Regions from separate parts of the Pan troglodytes genome. Here region 2 is linked to region 1. A link is a contact called in public HiChIP or PLAC-seq data. All regions are on one chromosome and are shown on one strand. Each heading gives the region's core, a stretch centred on a gene start, on an enhancer-like site or on the middle of the called end of the contact. The rest is flanking DNA. Distances are from core to core; before and after follow the strand shown. Region 1 holds the start of QSOX1 (quiescin sulfhydryl oxidase 1). Region 2 holds the start of TOR1AIP2 (torsin 1A interacting protein 2).

Region 1 (3,318 bases), core at 746-3,245:
AGTTAGCAAGGTACTAACACTCCAATTGGCTAACACATAATTTCTCTATGCAGCTTAAGACTTCAGGCAGACAGATATGAACACATGAAGGGAGTAAAAACTCCAACCTCTGGACCACTTCCTGGAGTGCTCCTAACCCAGACTCCCACAGGGCTTCCTCCCATACTTCATTTAGGTCTTTGGCTCAAATGTTACCTCTTTAGAACTGCCTCAAGACTGGGGCAAGAGGAGCCCCAATCTAGGGCTCTGAGCACCTGATTCTCTTCCGTCCATGTTCCTTTCCATAGGGCAAGAAAGCCCACGGGCCAACGGGATGTACTCACTCAGAGCTCTTGCCCCTCTCCTTTTTAGAGCATACTGTGAGTTCCTGGGACCCTAGAAAATAGTGCCGCAATAGCAACAGGTCACCAGCTACAGGCTGCCTCAGCCTTTTCCCAAGGTCTATCCTCCTGAGGAGCAAGGGGTGGTCAAGGGGATGCTATTTGTAGGAGGTGTGGACAAAACTCTGATGTGCAGATGTCGTTGTTATAGGTGTGGGCAAAAGGCCATTTGAAGTATGGGACAGAGCTGGGGTGCCAAGAGAAGAAGGAAGGCTGAGGGCCAAGGACATGTTCCCCCTCCAAAGCACTACGTTCGAGGGTGTATCTCAGAAGGGTCCAAGAATCCTAAACTTAAATGTGGCCTTCCAGATTATGATGAAGGTACACATGTCAAGATAAAAAGATAGGAATTTTACATCACCGTTTAATTTGTAGTTTTAAAATATGTAGACATGATATGTGGGCCTCCATTTGTACTACTGACTCAGTTCTTGCAAATATTAAGGGTAGACCTGTCCCTGATCTTCGTGTGTAAAATAGCACCTCCTCTGCCACTCTATTCTTACACCAGTCTATATTTCTTCATAACATCGGTCACCATCTGATCTACATTTACTTATGTATCATCTCTTTACCCCCACTGGAATGTAAGTTCCACGTCCCTAGAGTCTATATTTTGTTTACTGCCTTATCCTTATACCTAAACAAGTGCCTGGCATGACACCACTCAGTAAAACTTGAATAAATGAGTAACAAATCTAGGCTCAAAGCTCTTACAGGTGAAAGGGGCTAACCTGGCAGTCACAAAGGAAAAATATCACTGTGACAACCGTCTGAGGAGCACCTTCTCCCCTTAAAATAACTCACTCAAAACAGTGGAGCTGCAAAGGTGACCAGAGAAAATCCATTAACACCTTAGTGCCCATGACACCAGGTGAGTTGATCGGGCTACTTGCGAGAGGGACATGTGAGTGAGCGTGGAGAGCTCTGAGTAGGCTGAAGAGCTGGATGTGGGGGATCTGGGCTGCTGGGAACCCCGAATGTTGGAATCGCCCTAACAACCTTATGAGGGTGGTCAGATATGGGTCCTGAGGAAACTGATTCCACGGCAACTGCCCGCCAACCCAGCGCACCCCACAGTGAAGAGGGGCTTCTGATCCATGAGTAGGGCCCCTCAAATGATGTTCCCCTTTAGATGGTCATGGTCATCAGCAGGGGTGGGTGCATCGATCCTGTGGGGTCTTGGTGGTCGTAGACCAAGCGCCCCTCTTCTCACATCTAATTCACAACGTCTCATCGCTCTGCGGGAGCCCAGGAACTGCCCTACAACAGCCGAAATCCGGGTCGTCTATTCCAACGGACTCCTCTTCCGTTGGATACGGGGGCCGTGAGAGGCCAAACAACCTCCGCGAGGCTACCCCCGCAGCGACCGCTCGGCGGGCGCTCCATTCCTTTACCGGACTGTACACCTCGCCTCCTGGGGCCTGAGGCGGGAACCCGGGTCGCGCTGCTCTGAGGCCTCGGCGGACCGCGAAAGGATGGCTCGCCGCCCGGCCAGGGCCAGCCCCTGCAACAAGCTCAGCCCCGCCCGCTGCCGCGCCCAGGAGCGGCCGGCGGGGCGGGGTGGCTGGGCCGGCCTCGGGGGCGGGGGCTCGGGGGCGGGGGCTCAGGGGCGGGGCCACGTGGCTCCTCCTTGCGGGCGGAGGCAGGCGGTGCTGCGGCGCCGGGACCCGACTCATCCGGTGCTTGCGTGTGGTGGTGAGCGCAGCGCCGAGGATGGGGAGGTGCAACCGCGGCTCCGGGCCGCCGCCGTCGCTGCTGCAGCTGCTGCTGCTGTGGCTGCTCGCGGTTCCCGGCGCTAACGCGGCCCCGCGCTCGGCGCTCTATTCGCCTTCCGACCCGCTGACGCTGCTGCAGGCGGACACGGTGCGCGGCGCGGTGCTGGGCTCCCGCAGCGCCTGGGCCGTGGAGTTCTTCGCCTCCTGGTGCGGCCACTGCATCGCCTTCGCCCCGACGTGGAAGGCGCTGGCCGAAGACGTCAAAGGTGAGAAACGGGGGCGGCCCGCTCCCCCGTGCGCCGCCGCCCGGACCCCTCCACCTGCCCGGTGGGCAGCCCCCTACTCCGGGAGCGCGTCCCTCTTCCAGTCACCTCCGCCCACCTCTTCCTCTCCGCGCATCCCACGCCCCCCACCTTCATGTTTCTCAGCTCCATTTTTGCCTCCCGCTCCCTTGCCTTTTCCTCTTGGCCCTCATCCCGAGCTTCTTTCCCTCTCCGCGGCCTGGGCCCCCAGACCTGCCCTGCTCTCCCGGTTCGTCCCCAGCCAGGTTACTGCCTCCTTCCCTGCGAGAGGTCTCCTTTGTTCCTTCCTCCGCATGGTCCGCTGACACCTTACCGTTTCCTGGTCCAGCCTTGTGGCAGTCCTCTTCCTCTCGTCCAGGGACCCATGTCATCTTCCTGCCAGGTTCCCTAGCTGCTGTGGGTCAGTGCTGGGGAGAAAAGGGAACGGGCATCCATTTTGCCTCCCTGCCACCTTTCTCCACTCCCTCAACTGGTTGACCAGGTGGTACATAGACTTCCTTTCTCATTTTTGTCTTTGATGTGGGTATGCCCACCTGGCAGTTTTCCTATCTCTGTTCCGGGCCTCTCCTGACCTGCCGCCTCCAGCTCCTTAGCTTCTGGGCCACATCCTTCTCTCTCTTCCCCCGCTCAGACCCTTATATTTTAACATGCACACAGAGGCCTTTGGTGCGTGTTTGGCTCTTGCTCCATGTTCCCAATCCCTGGTTGGGGCACCAAAACTATATTTCCTGAATTCCAAGACACCATCAACTGTGAGACACACTGTTCATTTTATGATAGCCCAAGGGGTAGAAGGATAGGAAAAAACCACTACATGTATAAAGATTTGAAGGTGAACTCTATTACAGAAATGCTAAAATTTTGAAACACTTAAGACTTAGAGTCGAGGAAATATGGTAATAATAGTAATTAATATTT
Region 2 (3,594 bases), core at 684-3,183, 280 kb before region 1:
ACCGTAAATAATTATTATTTGAACTATTAAAGGCAAAACCAGACAGCTTCATTTATATAATTAAAACCCCAGAAGACACCAATGTTTCAAAATTTGACTTTTTCCAAAAATGTCATTACATTTACATGATAGATACTCATGGTCAAGGGCTGAAGGAAAATCTCTAAAAATCAAACAATTTGATTTGTTGAGGTAGTGGAGTTATAGGTGAATTTTCTTCCCAGAAATTTCGATTACCAAAATTATGTGCACAGTTCATACCAGAGCCATGGCACCAAAAAAAAAAAAATCATGTGCCAGCTCCTTTAAATATTAGTAAAGAGGAAAACAGCCCACACAGTGACAAAATAGGAATTCAAACCCAGCTATGACTCCAGTCTATGCTCATTACCAATGTTAGGGACACGCTTCCTTATTCCCAAGTGCTTGATTTCTGTGCAAAATTTATGATAATATATGATCGCCCTATGAATTCCTTCTTGTAGGACACAGTTTAATCCAGTAGTTCATATGATGTAGAAATATTAATGAAATTTTAACACAATCAAAATTCTAAATGGTAAATAAAACAGCCAATTCTTCATTCTTTAAATTTTTTTGGAAGTTGTCGAATCTCCAAGTTTATGGGCCTTCACAGTTGACTTAGTGAACAACCTCAAAGTGATAAAGCAGACAAGGCTTTTTGAAGCAAACATTCCTTCAGGAAACTCAAGTGGCACTTCAAAGAAGTGTGGACTTTCCTGGAATAGAATTTTGACTTCTGTGTTCCATGGAAATGAATGGAATACAGAAATTACTTCTTAGGCAAAAATAAGTTATATACAAGATACAATACATTATTAAAACACCCAATAATCCTCAAATAATTAGCTACATTCTGAAGTTAATTTATTTATAAATTATTGAAGCTCTCAAGCTAGCATTACCTCTACATTAGGAAAGAAACTAGATAAAATAGTTCTTAAATGAGTCACGCAAGGTTGCGTAACAAACCAGCAGAAAAACAGGTAATCAAGTTGTGGACTGCACGTTCAGCATAATAAACATTACTGAAGACAGGCACTCAGTTTTCATAGCAAATGTTAGTTTTTCAAACTATTCTAATCCACACAAACTCTTCCAAAAACATCTGTAGTTACTCTACCATGAAGTTCCTTTTTTTATTAAATGTTTCCACTGGCCTTTTATATCCTCATCTTGTGCTCAAAAAATAAAGCTCAAAAAACATGGATAACTGCCACAGCTTAAAACAAAGAAAGGATCTCTCATACAGATCCAAAATAAAATGTGTTAAAACCTAAAGACAGGTAAAACAAAGCCAGTATGTTTAATCTATGTAACTCATTTCTGGATCTGTGTAACAGTATAAAGTCTGATAATTAAGCATTACTCATAAAGTAGAGAGTACTATGAAATTTGTTAAAAGAAGGAAAAGGCACAAACTTTTTCATCAGGTATTAAATACAATTGGGAGAATGGTACATATATAATATGTAAGCAAAATGGTAGGAGGTCTTACTAAAACTTCAACTTTGCCCTTTTTAGCACCAATTTTTTTTTTTAAGTATTATCTTTTCAGGATTAAGATTATGAATGTCGAGAACCTAGGCATGTTGGGCACGGAGTAATCGCCGCCTACACTAGTAGGCAAATTTCCCACTTACATTTCGAACCCTAAAATAATTCTGCTTCTCACCTTAAAGTCTAAACCCAAAAATTTACTCACATCTTAACCCATTTAATATTTATAAGATTCAGTTTCTTTTTATCCCAAAACAAAAATATACCCCCAACCTACCTCGTTTACTGTTTGAGTGAGGCCAGGCGTGGTGGCTCACGCCTGTAATCCCAGCACTTTGGGAGGCTGAGGTGGGAGAATCGCTTGAAGCCAGGAGTTCGAGACCAACCTGGGCAATACAGTGAGACCCTGTCGCTACAAAAATAAAAAATAAAGTAATTAGTAGGGCATGGTGGTGCGGGCCTGTAGTTCCAGCTACTTGGGAGGCTGAGGCGGGAGGATCCCTTGAGCCCAGAAGTATGAGGCTGTGGTGAGCTATGATCACGCCACTGTACTCTAGCCTCGGTGACAGGGCAAGTACCTGTCTCAAAAACAATAAAAATAAAAATACCATTTGTGCGGTACGAAGGTGGGGGTGGGGAGGGACCGTTTCTGAAAGTCCTTTTCAAAAATTCAAGATATCAGTTTCAATACTAAAACATGGAAAAGCTGCATAGTCATTTTGTTTACTTACAAATTCTGGCGAAGTTTTAAATCGTAAAACTGTTAGTATCAGGAGAGCCCTTCGAGTATTCTCTCCGCTCCACACCGCTCGGCTGCACCCAGCGGCCGCCGCGGCCCGAATGTCGTCCAGGGTCCCCGCCCATATGACAAACACTTTCCGCCGGAAGGCGCCCGTGGAATCCTGGGACTAGTAGTCTCCGTGCCCTGCCTTCTGCCTTCTCCATCCTTCACCCTCTACTGCCAGGTCGTCTGACCCAGCGACAGTCGCGGTAAATGCGCGACCAAACCGCAGAGGTCCCATGCAATCTCATGCTGACAGGATTACAGGCATCTCTGTAAGACGTCGACCACCCTGACCTGAAATTCATAGACTGAAGAAACTCATAGGACCAACACAGTGAGCAGCAGTACCAAATGATAATGGCAAACACCATGTCCTGGAACACACCCTCTGTGCCATTAAGAGGAGCATGTAATCCAATGAGTTGCCTAATCTAAACCTCAGTTTGCTCGTGTGTCAAATGGGGACAACGTTACTTACCTCATAAGTTTGTTATTAGTAAATTAGATGACGTATGCAGCATGTCTGTTAAATGACAGTAGTGACAAAAAATAGCTATTGTTTTGATCTACTAATTTTATAAATGTGAAAATTAAGAGATGGTGAGCAATTTACCCAAGAACATACAATTTGTTGGGGGCAAAATGAAGTAAGTCTAAAATTCCTGTTCTTGACCTATACCAATTCAGGACAAATCTAACCAAATTTCAAGAAGAAATCTACTCATGTAAAACTCCCTTCCCCTTTCCTCTTTTTTTTTCCATAACAGTCCTGACCAACACACTATTTTACTTATTTTGATTTTTGCCCGACTCCTCCCATAGAATATAATCTCCAAGAAGGCAGGAAACATTTTTTGTCTTTTAGTCTATTTTGTTCACTGCTGTATCCCCAGCACAGAGAACAGGGACTGCCTACTACATAGTAGCTCAAGTATTTATTGAATTAATAATTCCTCATTTAATGTGATTTTTGGTGCCTTCACTTCTCAATCACCCTCTTTTGGCAGAAGTGACAGGATTTGGTAACACTCTTGGATGGTGTTTAATAATTAACTGCAATTCCTAATTCAACAAAAATACTATATTCCATTCACTTTATTGTGTTTAATTAATTTCAGTATAACATTTCCAGGTATTTTCATTTGTATTGTCATTAAAATATTTTTCTATCATTTGTAAGACTGGGGAATAAATGGAGCCAGCTACTATGTCTTTAATTAACTTCCTCCTGTTTAATATTTTAATCATCTTTTCCTTATTAAAATTGTTTGCCTACTTCATTTCTACTA

What was found. HiChIP or PLAC-seq counts read pairs in DNA pulled down with a chosen protein or histone mark.
Region 2: a contact with region 1 is called in an H3K4me3 HiChIP or PLAC-seq map of stem cell-derived excitatory neurons, with 2.7 times the contacts expected there. The contact joins the promoter of TOR1AIP2 here to the promoter of QSOX1 in region 1. A contact is called at or near these places in 1 of 7 Hi-C or Micro-C datasets (stem cell-derived neural progenitor cells), 1 of 1 datasets of contacts at active chromatin or transcription factors (stem cell-derived excitatory neurons) and 1 of 1 other capture datasets (stem cell-derived neural stem cells).

Annotation. Positions count from the first base shown.
Region 1 is chr1:68,967,299-68,970,616 of NHGRI_mPanTro3-v2.0_pri, reverse strand. QSOX1 (quiescin sulfhydryl oxidase 1) reads left to right here and starts at 1,995. Exons shown (of 13, transcript XM_016933529.4): 1 at 1,995-2,364. The coding sequence starts at 2,097.
Region 2 is chr1:69,244,048-69,247,641 of NHGRI_mPanTro3-v2.0_pri, reverse strand. It overlaps TOR1AIP2 (torsin 1A interacting protein 2), which reads right to left and starts at 1,933. Exons shown (of 5, transcript XM_513042.8): 1 at 1,799-1,933.